2 separate regions of the Mus musculus genome follow, and region 1 is linked to region 2. Evidence: chromatin contacts called from public Hi-C data. All regions are on one chromosome and are shown on one strand. Each heading gives the region's core, a stretch centred on a gene start, on an enhancer-like site or on the middle of the called end of the contact. The rest is flanking DNA. Distances are from core to core; before and after follow the strand shown. Region 1 holds the start of St7l (suppression of tumorigenicity 7-like). Region 2 holds the start of Gdap2 (ganglioside-induced differentiation-associated-protein 2).

Evidence for each region. Hi-C and Micro-C count contacts between places; a contact is called where the count stands out from the background.
Region 1: a Hi-C map of liver shows a contact between it and region 2, with 7 times the contacts expected there. The contact joins the promoter of St7l here to the promoter of Gdap2 in region 2. A contact is called at or near these places in 1 of 39 promoter capture datasets (liver) and 2 of 484 Hi-C or Micro-C datasets (CD8 T cells and liver).

The regions. Positions count from the first base shown.
Region 1 is chr3:104,861,595-104,868,917 of GRCm38.p6, reverse strand. It overlaps St7l (suppression of tumorigenicity 7-like), which reads right to left and starts at 4,412. Exons shown (of 14, transcript NM_153091.3): 1 at 3,610-4,412; 2 at 812-894. The coding sequence starts at 3,823. Capza1 (capping protein (actin filament) muscle Z-line, alpha 1) reads left to right here and starts at 4,413. Exons shown (of 10, transcript NM_009797.3): 1 at 4,413-4,578. The coding sequence starts at 4,540.
Region 2 is chr3:100,160,375-100,168,153 of GRCm38.p6, reverse strand. It overlaps Gdap2 (ganglioside-induced differentiation-associated-protein 2), which reads right to left and starts at 5,691. Exons shown (of 14, transcript NM_010269.3): 1 at 5,489-5,691. Wdr3 (WD repeat domain 3) reads left to right here and starts at 5,747. Exons shown (of 27, transcript NM_175552.5): 1 at 5,747-5,810; 2 at 6,932-7,134. The coding sequence starts at 6,964.

The DNA of each region.
Region 1 (7,323 bases), core at 3,163-5,662, 4.7 Mb before region 2:
GTCACTAAACCTGGAACTCATTTGTTTGGCTGGTCTAGCTGGCCAGCGAGTTCCAGCTCCCAGAGCTGGAATGCCAGGCGTGCAAGCATTCCTCACCTTTACCTGAGTGCTGGAGACCTGAAGGCAGGCCTTCATGTTTACAGGGCAAGCATTTTACTGACTACGCGTCATCTCCCCCCCCCCCCGCACCCCCCCCTCCCCGGCCTCATTCATTTTGAAATAATAACGTAGGTGCTTTGATCATTAAACTTCTAATCCATCTCAACCAACCCTCCCTCCCTGATTCCAGTATGCAGGGTATTTTGGTTTTTGTTTTTAATTATTACACTTATGTGTTTATGAGTGTGCAGGCACACAAGAGTAGTGATCAGAGGACTTGCAGGAGTTGGTTCTCTCTTCCCACCATGTGTCAAGTCATCAGTCAGCCTTGGCAGCAAGCACCTTCACCTGAGCCGTCTACCATTCTGTATACAAGTTTTCAATATGTAGTAAATGAAGTCGGGCATGGTAACTCACCCCTGTAATCCTAGCACTCAGAGGTAGAGGCAGGAGAACCACCTTGGGTTCAAGGCCAGGTTAGACTACATAATGAGACCCTATCTCAAAAAGAAACCTAACATGTAATAAATACTACCACTCGCTCTAAAAGATGACAAGGAAACATGGTATTTCTCAAACTTGTTTCTAAGTAACTTTTTCCCACTATCAAACACATTTTGGAAATCCTAACAAATACTTATAGATTTGTAAATATATAAACAATTTTTAAATGAGTATCAAAATAGAGGTGAAGAAAATAGAAACTACTTACAAATATTAGTCCAGATATCAAAGAAGATGTCCCTGTAAGTGCCACATAGAACTTGGGTGTCAGTGAACTTAAAAACCCTGTCACTGTTAAAAGAGAAAACATTAAAGTTTTTACAAAGTACAAATTTTAAGTCCATTGCAATCATGCAAGTATGTTTCAGCAGATGGAGGTAAGCAGTAAAGAAGCCTGGGCTCTGATGAGGCTATGTTCAAATAAGCCTATAGACTAAAAATACTGCAGGTAAAAAATGTAAGCTACATCACTAACCTTCCAGCTGCCATTACTTAGCAACACAATGTCCTGGATAGCACTGCTTGTCTACTCTCCACTTTGTATGAATGCAAGTGGGAAGCACTGGCTTACTGTTGCTGCCCAGTACCATAGAGATCATAATGCTAGCTTGGGAAAAGATCAAAATCCAAAAGTTCTATGGAATGCAGACAGCTTTCCCACTATTGCAAAGCTCAAAAATTCTAAGCTGACTGCCCTAAGTCAGTAACTGTCAACATTAATACCTAAAGTGAAATTAATTTGAAAAAGTTCTTAAAACAAAAGTGGGGGCTGGCAAGATGGCTCAGGGGTTAAGAGCATTGACTGCTCTTCCTAAGGTCCTGAGTTCAAATCCTAGCAACCACATGGTGACTCACAACCACCCATAATGAGATTTGACGCCCTCTTCTGGTGTATCAGAAGACAACTACAGTGTACTATATATAATAATAAATAAATATTTGGGCTGGAGCAAGCAGAGACTGAGAGAGTGGAGTTGACCAGAGCGAGCAGTGGTCCTAAAAATTCAATTCCCAACAACCACATGAAGGCTCGCAACCATCTGTACAGCTAGAGTGTACACACATTAAAATTAATAAATTTTTAAAAAGTGACTTTAAGTTTCCATTGTCTGATATCTTAAGAATCTTCTCATGGATATAAAAGTGAGGTTTTACACTGTTGTTTAGTTAAATAAGAAGTAAATCAAGGGCTGGTGAGATGGCTCAATGGGTAAGAGCACCCGACTGCTCTTCCGAAGGTCCAAAGTTCAAATCCCAGCAACCACATGGTGGCTCACAACCATCTGTAATGAGATCTGACTCCCTCTTCTGGAGGGTCTGAAGACAGCTACAGTGTACTTACATATAATAAATAAATAAATCTTTAAAAAAAAAAAAAAGAAAAAGAAAAAAAAAAAAAAGAAGTAAATCAAAATGAGTGTGTACAGGGCCCTAGGGTCAATATCTAGGGTCAAAGAAAGAAAAAAGAAAATCAAGTCACAGTGAGATAATTTAGCCTGCTTTTCTGAAAATCTAAAATACAAGCTGTAAAAGTAAGTTAGACTAGAACTTCAGCAAATATATAAGAATAAAAAGCTAAATGCACTTTCACAACATGGTCTAAGATAGTCCAGACTGGTCTCAAACTTACTATGTAGCTGAGGCTGGCCTTTAACAACTGATATATCTGTACTGTACTTTCAGTAGCCCAAGTACTGGGATCACAAGCATGTGTCAGCATTCCTGGTTTAAAGCCAGGCTAGCTAGTATATGCCTCTAAATCCACCACTTAAGAAGTGGCTCAAGGGATCAGGATGTCTTGGCAACATCCTGGCCTCAAAGCAACAAGAAGAAGTAGAAAAATAAATGACAAACTCGATGAATAGCACTTTAATGAGCACACAAATTACCATTAAACACTTCACCAACCTATTACAGACAAATTAGACAGTATGTGGTACCAATACTCTAAAATACAAAAAGCATTTTAGAACATTATCCTATGGTCTTTCATGTCATCTCATGAGACAGAAAAGGGAGACCACTGCCTTCTCAAAGGACAGAAAAATTAACAGTGTCACCATCTAACAGAAATATTTCACCAGGCAGTGGTGGCACACAGCCTTTAATCCCAGCACTTGGGAGGCAGACGCAGGCGGATTTCTGAGTTCGAGGCCAGCCTGGTCTACAGAGTTCCAGGACAGCCAGGGCTACACAGAGAAACCCTGTCTCGAAAAACCAAAAAGAAGGAAATATTTCCATCTTCTTCTGAGGCTGCAGCAAAAAATACTGCAATAACGCCACAAAAGATCCAGGAGTCCATCTTTTCATCCTACCTACGGCCAGGGAATAGTATTTGCAGAATCCGCACAGGTCAACACTGCTTACAAGTTTTTATCTTTGGCCCAGGCTACATGACAAACATTGTACAACTGCCGAAGGAAAATATTAAACAAACCCACCGTTGTCTGCACTTCTCTCTCCTCTCCCTTTCCTAGACTATCTTATTACTCACAATAAAAATATTACGAAAAACGTCTCTTAACCGAACTGTCTTACAATAAAAGTATGGTCCACTAAAATCATAGCATTTTCTATCGTGTATGACAGATGTGCTTATCTTGCTTTTCTGGGTGTGAGTTCTTTTAAGTTAGGCAGCTGGGAAACTCTGAGGTACGACTTTTCAAGGGGCCCTGCAAACGATAGGAATGTCTATAAACTGTGTGTACACATCTGGGAATGCTCTCTTCTGTCCTACTACCTGGAGCTTGCAGCGTGTCAGGTAGCTTTTCCTGTGGTAGCGTAGACAGAATAGAGAGGGCGAACCTTCAGCGATCTAGGGAGGGGCCGGGAAACTGCAGCACGGTTCTAACAATCAGCTGCCGGGTGGAGGTGGCCCAAGCGACAAAAATAAACCCACTGGAGCATGCAACACCAATTTCCTTCTGCAAAGCCCTCCATGTCTCCCCGAGAATCTCTGATCTTTGGCACTTGTCCCCGACTGTCCGGGAGGTTTGGGCCTCTCACCCGCTGTCACGTTGTCACACAGCCTCAGCGGGACCCTCAGAGCGTAAAGCAGCCCCAGCCCCGCCAGGAACCACAGCGTGGACCCAGAGTTCGCCAACCCGGCCTTCAGCCGCTCTTTCCAGCCCAGCGGCGGGCCCAGGCCCAAGCCAGGAACAGGTGCATGGGGACACCCCACGGCCCGCGCGGCTTCCGCGAAGTAGTCTCCGTCCGCCATCTTGCGGCTCCGGCAGGCGCCGGGACCTGGGAGGGGAGAAGGGCCGGAAACCCGGAGTCGGGAATCCTGGGATAGTGGCGGACTTGAAGCTGGCCTCTGTCTAGGCTGAGTCCTGGGGAACTGGCTGGAGATCTGGAAGGTGGCGGAGCGCGGTGGCCGACTGAGGGGCTACCTAGTCCTCTAGGAGGGCGGGGAAGCATCTGATGGTGGCGCTTATTCTTCTGGAAACGGACTCAGTGTGGCGCCGGAGGGAAGTGGTTTTTCTTCCATACGTGGTTGAGGGTAACCTGTCGCCCTGTGCCGGGGTCGGAAAAGTACTGATGTCTCAAAGAGCCGAGCAGCTCTTAGTGCCCTGGACTCGGCGGCCCAGGAGACCAACCGGATCAGAAAAACTTAGAGGTGTAGCAACTGCTCCATGACCAGAGGGAGCCCAGACGCCACGCAAGAGTCGAGGCCCGCCACCAAGCACTCCAGGACGAATGGGAAAGTGACCGGAACTCAGGGAGAAAGATGTTAAGGCTGCAAAGCCCCGAGGGGCAAGCCGACTTCCTAGAGCGCCGACTCCAGGCTGTCACACCCGCGCGGAACTGACATGGCGCCCTCTTGGCCTGAGCTTCCGGGCGGCTCCTTCCGACGGCCCCTCGGTGATTCCGCCACTCAGCTTCCTTCCCGGCCTGCCTCGCGCCGGCCCGCCGGGCTGGGCCAGAGCAGCCAAGATGGCCGACTTTGAGGATCGGGTGTCGGATGAAGAGAAGGTAAGGGGTCCGCCTCTCTCTTTTACTTCCTTCCTCGACGGGGCCCAGGGGTCCGAGCCGGCAGCAGTGAGAAACCTGGCGGTGCCCCCAGGAAGAAGAAGGTTGTTTCCCGGTGCTGGCATAGTCCCTCTGGCCCCGGGACGCTTCCTTCCTTAAAGGAGCTTTCGTCTGCCTCACGGTGGCCCCAGTCCCCCAGTCCTCAACTCTTTTCATCCTGGACAGAGCACAACCTTCTTTCAAGAGGAGACACTTTGCCTGATTGACTTTTAACTCTAGACTCTTTTCTGTAATTATAAGAGAGGAGGTGAAGGTGATGTCGGGACGTGTCAGGCAGCAGTTATTTTACCGCTTTTGGCAGTTGGGGCTCACCCCATCCCCCCATTTATAGGTATGATTGGGGTTAGTTTAGAACGAGTCACTTCCTGATCAGAGTGGCCTCCTTAACTTCCCTTTTGCTCCTCCTTCCTCAGGAAGTGATTTTGCTGTCAGGACTCCTTGTCAGGGAGGGAGAGGTCCTCTGGTGGTGTCTGTCCACCGAAATACACACCCTCTCTCATCTTTTCTCTACTACTGACGATTAAACTAATTGGATAAAAATAAATCAGTAAACCTCAAGGGATTTGCTTAAGAATTTGACCAGCACCTTTATTCCTGCCTATGCTCTCTTGTGTGAACGTTTAGCCCCAAGGTGACTCCGTCCCTTCTGTCTTAATCTTAACTATAATTTTTTTCAAAGTCTTTTGTTTTGTTTTGTTTTTTTAACTTCCTGTTAAGCAGTGAGAAATAGCCAGACGACTTTTTTTTCAACTCCAGAAAGGTTAAATGGGTCGTAAATAAACCTCACATTTAACACATTCGGTTTGGATGAAACACCCAACCTTTTTTGATGACCTACTATGGTGCTTTATAGCTGGGTATGTCAAGAGTGTCGTTTGTGTACATAGATCTTTAAAAGTGTTTTAAATACCAGGGTGTATTCCAAATTTGATAGTATAACTTTTTCTGACAACGTACATTTGCTAAACTGTCCAAAAAGGAAAGTACTTAGTTCTTCCATAAACACAGACTCTTAGGGCTGCTACAAGTTAGAATGGTCTCATTAGCTAACTTAGGGACAAGAATATGTCTTTTGTTTCCTGCAGTGACTGTTACAAAGTATGTGCTCTCCAATGTTCTATAAAATCTGCCTGGGTTCTTCGAAAAAGAAATTGGAGATTGTTGACAGGGGAACAGACTATTTTTAATCACTTCTTCAAAAAGAATAATTTAACATACACCTGTGTATGAATGAGCCACTGTCTTTAAATGCTGAAAAGGGTGCTTACCACCTTTATAAACCACTTACCAGGATCCAGGGTGGCAGTTTGTTAGTAGAGTCTTAGCATGTGCAACATCCTGTGTTTGAACTTAAGCATTAGTAGGACAAAAACTAAAAAGCCACCAAATAACACTTTAGTGTTGATTCTCTTTTTTCTTTCTTTTTTTGTTTTTGTTTGTTTGTTTGTTTGTTTTCGAGACAGGGTTTCTCTGTATAGTCCTGACTGTCCTGGAACTCACTCTGTAGACCAGGCTGGCCTCGAACTCAGAAATCCGCCTGCCTCTGCCTCCCAAGTCCTGGGATTAAAGGCATGCGTCACCACGCCCGGCTAGAGTGAATGTTTTTATTCCTTTTCTTAAGACTGGGTCGGGTTTGGCTCATATAAACATCTCATTATACAGCCAAGAGTGACCCCAACCCCTAATCTGCTTGTCTCTGTCTCTCAAATACTGCAGTTATCGGTGCATACCATCACACTTAACTTTATTGCTTAGTTTTAGTAATAGTAGAACAAGCCAGTCATAACTAGTAAATCTACCCCGGAACTTGTAATAAATTCTATTCCTACTTTAGTAAAGAGCTTTTAGTTTTTGTTTTGTATTTTTGGGACAAATTCTTGCTATGTAGTTCTAGCTGGTCTGGAACCTGCTCTGTAGACTGGACTGATCTCCAATTTGTCCTCCTGCCTCCGTCTCCCACGATTCTGGGTTTAATAGAGGTTTTTTTCTTTGTTGTTTTTAATTGACTACATTATCTTTATTGGTGTAGATAATGTGGTATAATGATACAGTAAAAATCCTTATGATTTGAGCCAGGCATGGTGGTGTATGCCTTTAATCTAAACACTCAGGAGGCAGAAGCAGGTAGATCTCTTGAGTTCAAGGCTAGCCTTGTCAACATAGTGAGTTCCAGGACTACATAGAGAGACCCTAGTAACTTGAGATTCCTGTAGTTTTATTAGATTCCTTTCCTCAGAGCTGACAGGCACATTCATATCTCTTTAAATCTATGAGTAGAAAGAAAGGGTTGCTGGGCGGTGGTGGTGCTGGTACAACATCTTTAATTCCAGCACTTGGGAGGCAAAAGCAGGTGGATTTCTGTGAGTCTGAGGCCAGCCTGGTCTACAAATTGAGTTCCAGGACAGCCAGGGCTATACAGAGAAACCTTGTCTCAAAAAGAAGGAAAAGAAAGGACTTTGTAAGACTTCTTGATTTTTGAGCTTCTTTCCTACTTTGCCTGCTTTCCCTTCTAATCTTTAGATTGATTTTAACAGATTAAAAAGCTAGGGGAAAAGGCTGGTCCTGGTGATACCTGTCTATAATAATTTCAGCTCTTGGGAGATAAAGGCAAAGAGGATTAGGAATTCATGCCCATCCTTGGCTACATGAATGAAATACTTTCTCAAAAAAAAAAAGTTTTGGGGTGTG
Region 2 (7,779 bases), core at 4,442-6,941:
CTACAGCAAAATGCACACTAAGACAAGAGCGTAGGTGAGGAGGCGGCTAAGCCAGGAAGGAAGCTCAGCAAAGACAGCAGTGGAAGGCCAACAGAAGGAAGGGCGCATTCATGGGTGCTTCAGCCAGAAAGATCAGCTAGAGCAGAATGCTACCAAATGATCAAGACCTCGTGGGTTCAGGAAATGAGCAGGCAGATGAAGGACAGAAAGTCAATCTGGGAGCTAATTTTTAAAAAGCTTTTTGACCTGAGGCTAATGTTTGTTGTCATACTCAGGGAGAACAAACTTGCCCTTCCCAAACTAATTTATCCACGTTTCTCGGAGAGAGACCAGATACTAACTGGAAGCACAGATCTATCAGAATATGCAAACCTACTGTTAGATGGGAAGTATGGTCATTCAGCTAGCAGCTAAAAAAAAGATCTTATAGAGTATGCTAAGATAATTTGTATTAGTGCTTATGTTTATACTAAATAATCCTGCTTTAAGATTAGTTTTCTAGATGTTGTACTTAGTTCAGTCCCTTTGAACCTGGAGACAAACACAAGCCACATGTGTAAAAATACTCAGATTTGCTCCAGGCAAAACTGAACTAAGTTGCCAGCCCTTACTCTGCTCATTCTAACTCATTTAGGCCTTGAAATCAGATTCTCCTGCCGCAGCCTCCTGAGTGCCTGGAACATCAGGTTAGTGTCCGGGGCCTGGCTCACCATATCACCTGATGGCAGTAAATAAATGAATAATTGCTTCTTTAAGCTAAATTCTATTCCTGACACTAACACCTGCCTCTGGAATATGTGAAAGATCAACAAAAAGTTAAATGGTCAAGACAAAAAGAATCTCCACCTTGCTGTAGTTCTTCTTTTCTCTGTGACAGAGGTAAAATCACATTGTGTGCATAACTTTGAACCTATGTCTACACACAGTGAAAAAGTGGAGTGTGGCATAATGCAAGTCATGAGACTCTGTGTCCAGGTCCAAGTGCGGATCCCTGAGTCAACATCTTCGAGCTGTGATCCTTGAGGCAAAGCTAGTATTTATAGCTAAAGCAGAGGTAATTAACTCACAGGCTTATCATGAAGATGAATGCAATAATCTGTGCCAAAACTACACAGCAGAGCACCTGCCGTAAAGCAAGGCACAATGAATTACCTTTTGAGATTTCCTCAGGGCCAGTGTGACCACGGCTGAGATGAAGTTCTATTTCCATGTGCAGCAAAGGCTCCACACTCGCTGTCAAATCACCATGCAAGCTGAATGCTGAGTGCTGAATGCTGAGTGCTGAGTGCTGAATGCTGAGTGCTGAATGCTGAGTGCTGAATGCTGAGTGCTCAACTAAGTTACAGTCCTACAGATCTTGATGTCATGACTTCCCTTGTCATGTCTGGTTAATCCCTAAATAACCCAACATCTGCTCCTGTGTCACTAGGGGAAGGAAATCACACAAGCAGCCATTTTGTGCCAAAATGAGTGTGCGTGTTCCTACGTTAGCTGGACCCACCATCAATATTACTGCTCAAACCACTAACTTCTCTCTAGTTCCAAATCCATCTTTATAGAATACTCTTTTCCAACTTCTGAGTTATCTCGGGGTATATTCTGCATGCTTAAGCCAGCCAAAAGGTCTTAACTCAAGCACTTTGCTAGCTGCCCGTCACAAGAATAACATCAATTCTCCCTGAACATTTTTGGAAAATCTTTCCTCCCTCATTTCTTCTTCAGACCATAGAAACATCTCCCCAGTTTGTTGTTGTTGTTGTTTTGTGTTTGTTTGTTTTGTACTGGGGTTGAATCTGGGCCTCAGGCATGCTGGGCAAACATTATCATGTGCTATATCTCCAGCCCTAAATTGCCCCGCCTTACCTTGTTCACTCTAACTCACATAGGCCTTGAAACCAGATTCTCCTGCCTCAGCCTCCCGAGCAGCTGGAACCTCGGAACATCAGGCTAGTGCCATGGGCCTGGCTCACCATGTCACTTTGTGTGAGAGGGTGCGGTATGTGCTTGCATGGGTGTGTGTAAGCATGTGAATGGAGGTTAAAGTCAACAGCAGGTATCTTCCTTAATTGCTTGTTCAACCTATTGAGACAGTCTCTCACTGAGCCTGGAGCTCGGTGATTCCACCAAAACCCTCAAAGATTCCATCTCTTGTGTCCTCCTTCCAAAGCTGAGATCACAGGTGCACGGCAAAGCATCTAGCTTCTTACCTGGGAGCTCAGTCCTCCTCCCACCTGAGTGTAACGCTACTCTAGGCTCCACCTCACTTTGAGTGTTTGTTGCAGAGCTGTATCCTCTTAAAACTTTCCCCCCTCAACGACGATCACAGCTCTGATTTCAAGGTCAACAGAAACCTAAGTTGATCACTTTCTCCGAGAAGTCCCATTACTGTCCTTGATGTGTATGGACTTCAGTAGGTCTCCTATACACCCAATCATCTCCAGTCAGTACAGCTCGTTGCCTCTCTCCAGCTACTGAAGACGTCAGTGTGAGTGCTAAATGAACGATAACTAATGCTCAAAGCTGACTGTGGGGCAAAAGGTAAGGCCTTTCCTGGAAAGCTTCCTGAAAGTTAATCAAGGTTGAATTCTTTGGCAGCTCCATCCGCACCTCCAAAGAGAAACTGATTTTTCTCATTAAAAAGAGATTTAACTCCTGCCTGCTCCCAACATAAACTCATGGCCATGCTTGTGCAAAAGCGGAGCAGCGAACCCAAAGGTGGCAGAAACCTAAACACTGTCTCACTCCACAGAATGTGTGGTAAGAAATATAGCCTGTAAGAGATGATGCATATATCTGAAAGGATTTCCAGACTTAGATTAAGAATTCTAGGGATAGACTGAAAACAAGCAGGGTGGTGGGCATGATGGGAACTGTGTGTGTGGGGGGGAAGGGGAGCAGACATGACTACAGTGATTTATAACCTTAGCCAGAAATTAAGCAACATGAAACCAAAAAGCCCTTCCCACTGGAAATCAATTGACCAGTGTTGAACTTTGAACAAGCTTGCAAACAAGCACTATAGTTTAGTAAAACTCACAGTCTCCTGAGGCACAGTTTTGTATCAAAAAGTTGTTGGTTTCCAGACTAAATCAGATCTATGAATTAGGCTAAATATTTTCTATGTTAGTTTAAGAGAAAGGACCCCCCCCCCCAAACAAAGAGAAGCTACTATTCTTTATGATTCAAAGAGTTCTTTGTAGCTTATTTCCCCCTGCATCCTGCCACCATTAGCTTTTAAAAACATACAAATTGTGAGTTATTTGAAAAATTGAATTGCCTGCAGAGACCAGATTTTTACTCCTCCAGGTCCGGCAGCATCAGGCAGAGCACTTGGGATCACTGTCTCAAAACCTGAGTTTCCAAACAGGTAAAAAAGAATGGTATCAAGTTGGGTGTGGTGGCACAGGCCTTAAATTCCAGCTCTGGGAGGCTAAGGCAGGTTGAGCTCAGTGAATTTGAGGCCCAGCTGTCCTAGTTCTAGGACAGCCAGAATTATCTTATCTCAACAAAATAAAACAAAATGAATGGTGCCACTTAAAAAAAGGGCGGGGGGGGGGGAGAGTGAGAACCAACTAAGAGGAGAAGATGACTGTCAAATGTTTACACAGGTGAGCTAAGTCTGGGAAACACATAGAGTTGGACCATGAATCTGACCTCTAATAATTAAGCAGCTTGTTTGTTGCTTTTGGCAAATAACAGGTTTATTATTCTTTATGGCTCTGTATTTCAATATTTAAATGCCCAGGATATATAAGGGTGAAAGCACCCACCATATTCATCCTGATGCCAAATCAATTATATTTACAAGAGTTACTTTATGCAAATGGAAGCTGCTCAGATGAAAACATGTCCGTGCTCACCTATATCAGCAAATAAATACATTATAATAAAACAGACCTCTAACCTTCATCAATGGTCCCAGGTAAACTGTAAATCATCATTCAAAAAAACATACAAAACACATGTTTTCCGGTGAATTAGCAGTGTCACCTACATATTAAACACACCAGAGCATGCTTCAGTTGCAAGTCTTCATACAGAGTGCAATTTGAAACTTAAAATAATAATGTTGTTCTTCAAGTACTAGATAAGAAAATGTATCTTAAAGTACTGGATAAGAAAATATGTAAGATTAAGGTGTGCTAGTTTAGCCTGGCGGGCCAGTACACGCCTTTAATTCCTGCATGCTGTAGGCAGAGGCAGGTGGATCTTTGTGAGCTCAAGGACAACATGGTCTTCAGAGAGCTCCAGAACAGGGCCTTTGTGAGACTCTGTCTAAGGAGGGGTGGTGATAGGGATGCTAGATGCAGCACTCTATATCATACCAGGCTGGCTTTCCAGTGCTGGTATTAAAGTTGTGGACAAAACCTGGCTTTGATCCCACGACCAAAGATGACAACATCAATTGGCAATGTCTAAAGGTTGGGCAGGCCTGAAATCTTCTAAACTGTTTCCCCACCAAAGCACACATCTCCCATCTCTAACAAGGAAATGCACAGCATCTACAGGAGGTAGGGTCCATACACATCTATCCAAATGTTCCTCCCCAGCCTGGAATAAATTTATCATCACGATTTCTTGCCTTCTTTTCATCCAACCCACTACAAATGATTCTTCTTTCAAAACAATTTTCTTAAACACAGAGGATGAGCTGGACATGTTTTAAATCACTAAGAAAATCTTACCCAGTAAATAGTAGCTAAAATTAAAAAGGAAAGGCCGGGCGTGGTGGCGCACGCCTTTAATCCCAGCACTTGGGAGGCAGAGGCAGGCGGATTTCTGAGTTCGAGGCCAGCCTGGTCTACAAAGTGAGTTCCAGGACAGCCAGAGCTACACAGAGAAACCCTGTCTCAAAAAAAAAAAAAAAAAAAAAAAAAAAAATAAGGAAGACAAGTCTACCTGTCAGCTACAATTGTCTACATGTCTAATTTCTAGGTTGGCTACAGAGGTTCAGTAAACCATGGCAGGGATCAATTCTTTTGTATAGTTATACGTACAGTTATATAGACAGCTACAGACATCAGACCTCGTTTCTAAAACTTCTAGACCAGCCCAAGGATAAAAGGGGGCAAGAGAAGAAAAGCTAATTTCCTCGTTAACAGAGTGGCTCAGTCTCAGTCTACAATTAAGGACCAGTAAGCCCAGGGTCACTTCCCTCTCAAGTGACCTGAAAGCGGAAACACAAAGCCAGGTCAATGTCACTCCAGGGACTGCGGGGTCTTTTTACAACTCAGCATCCTGGGCTCAGCGTCTGACCACAGGGAACCCGATTTATAGGACGGGCTGGACTCTGCTAGAGCCGCCACCCGCAGGGCTGCTCGCAGCACCGCGTCCCAGCAAATCCCGGGGACCTGCGTCCCCAGAGCTTGGCGACCCAACCTACCCTGAGTGCGAAGCCCAAAGCCCGGGAGGACCCGCCAGCCCAATCCCTCCCAGCCGCCGCACCCGACTGTGTCGCCCTCCCTTCCCGGCTTCGCCCTTCTCTCACAGCGCTCGGGCGGGCCCATCCGGGCGGCGGCCCGCAGCTCACTCAGATCCGTGGCAGAATTCAGGCGGATGACATCCGTACACTTTGCTTGCCAGAGGCGGAGGCTGAAGCGAACCGGTCTCCAGAGGCCAGGGTGACTGGCGACAGCGATCTGACAGCGAAGGTACCCGCTTCCTCTCCGCCACGCCACCCAATCACAGCGCTCTGCCGTCACTTCCGCCTAGAAGGTAAGGGAAACGCCGGGCGGAAGAAACTTCCAATCGGACCGGAAGTGGCGGGTCTCGTAGGCAGCGCTGTCTGCTGGAGCCTCGTGGAGAGTGAGGTGAGTGTTGCTGGCTCTTTAGGGATCGCGGGGCGCGGTTCCCCGCACAGTGGTGTTCACGGTGAGCCGACGCGGCGAGGGACTCCGCGCTAAGGGCACTAGGGAGGCCGGGGAGAAGCCCTTTGCCGCGGCCGTCTGCATCGCAGAACCCAGAGGCCGCGCGCTGCCCCCGGGCCGGAGTGCGAGGCTGCTGGAACTGCCCGATTTCCTTGGATTATTTCGGGGATGATGTGCAATAGAAACTTAGGTGCGGGGGATAGTTTGAGAGTGACCAGGTCGCAGGAAGGAAAACAAGCGAAGTTATTTGAGAAATAAGCTTTAAAGCCCTCGGGTAGGTACAGTGCATGTGAAAACGATAAACAAGCGTGTTACTATGACTTGAAGCGAAAATCGTGGACGTGGAAGTGCTAGATAGAAAACCAGTGCAGCAGCTCGTTGAAGACAAACTGGAGATGAAAGTGCAGGGAAGAGAAAACTGGGTAGAAAAGGCAGACACATGAACACACATGCATAAAAGCTGAGATCGGTTGGTCTGAGCTTTTGGATAGAGGAACTGCAGCAGCCCCATAAGCTCTGCGAGCTTATTATATACAGTTGAAAATGAAGAGGGGATTATTGCTTACAACTGAACAAGGAGACAGGGTGATTGTATAGAGATAATATCTAATTGCAATAGGGACAGTCTGTGGGGAGCAGTCTTCAGTCAGTACACATGGTGGTGTGGTGGGAGGGAAGAAGGCTATGGTGAACATTTTCTGGAACACTGTAAACATCCCACTTGAACCAAAGGACCATGATGCCTCTCCTATTGGTCTGGGGCATTGAAGTCCTTGACATGGCTACATTCATGTCAGCAGGACCCATTCACTCTGGGCTTCCTCTGATCTACACACAGGGTCTCTTCGAATCCCAGGAATCTCTCTCTCTGCCTTCCCTGTGCTGGGGTCATAGACCTGCATTTTTCTGTGCCTGGCCTTATGTGTGGGTGCGGGTACTACAGCAGGTACTTTACCATCTGTGCCAAGTTACATGCTTTTGATCATGTAAAAAAAAAAGGTTCCTGTTTGTTAGCTGTGCAGAGTCATTGTATTGCAAAAACTGAATTTTGTTTATTTACACAGATTGCCTTCCCGGTGTCATCAGACAGCCCAGCATGGGGCTTACTAAACAGTATCTGCGCTATGTGGCTAGTGCTGTCTTTGGCTTGATTGGCAGCCAAAAAGGTAACATTGTTTTTGTGACACTCCGTGGTGAGAAAGGACGCTATGTGGCAGTACCCGCCTGTGAACACGTTTTTATCTGGGACTTAAGGAAAGGCGAGAAGGTAAGTCAGAAATAAGAAATGGACACCGTTAAATGACACCGACTCTTGGAAGGGTGAAGTGGGAGAGCCTTGACTGACCTGCCTGCACTCATTTGTGTGTGAGTCCCCCAAGAGATCACTTCCCTTTTATTTTTCTAGACGGCTAGCACCAGATTCTGTTGTGTTCTGAAAGTCACAGCCAAGCAGGAGTTTGCTTAAATGGGTGTGTTCGTTTTCATGGGTTATTATTCTTAGCCATTATTAACTTCTACTTTTGTCGACCGGTTCTGCTTTTCATGTTCTGCTTGTTCTCACAGCCAGCTGTAAAGCAGTAGAATTTCAAAGGACTGTCATTCTGCTGTGTTGTGCAGTCCTTCTCTTAACCATAACTGATGAGATTCATTGGTTGCTTCACTCTGCTTTGACTGTGACAGAAGCTATTCCTTTCTTGCTAAGCACAAAGAGATAAATTATCCCTCTTTACTGTGTGACTCCCAGGAGGTGAGATGAGTTACATATAGATTTATAGATGTAAATATATAGAAGCCTGTTGCTACCCAGAGCTTCTTCTTGGGATGAAACTGTTAGTACTGTAGGTTGAGTTACAACAAGGATGAGTTTATAGCTCTGTATCAGAAATCACTGGGATACAAAGTTGCTAACTTA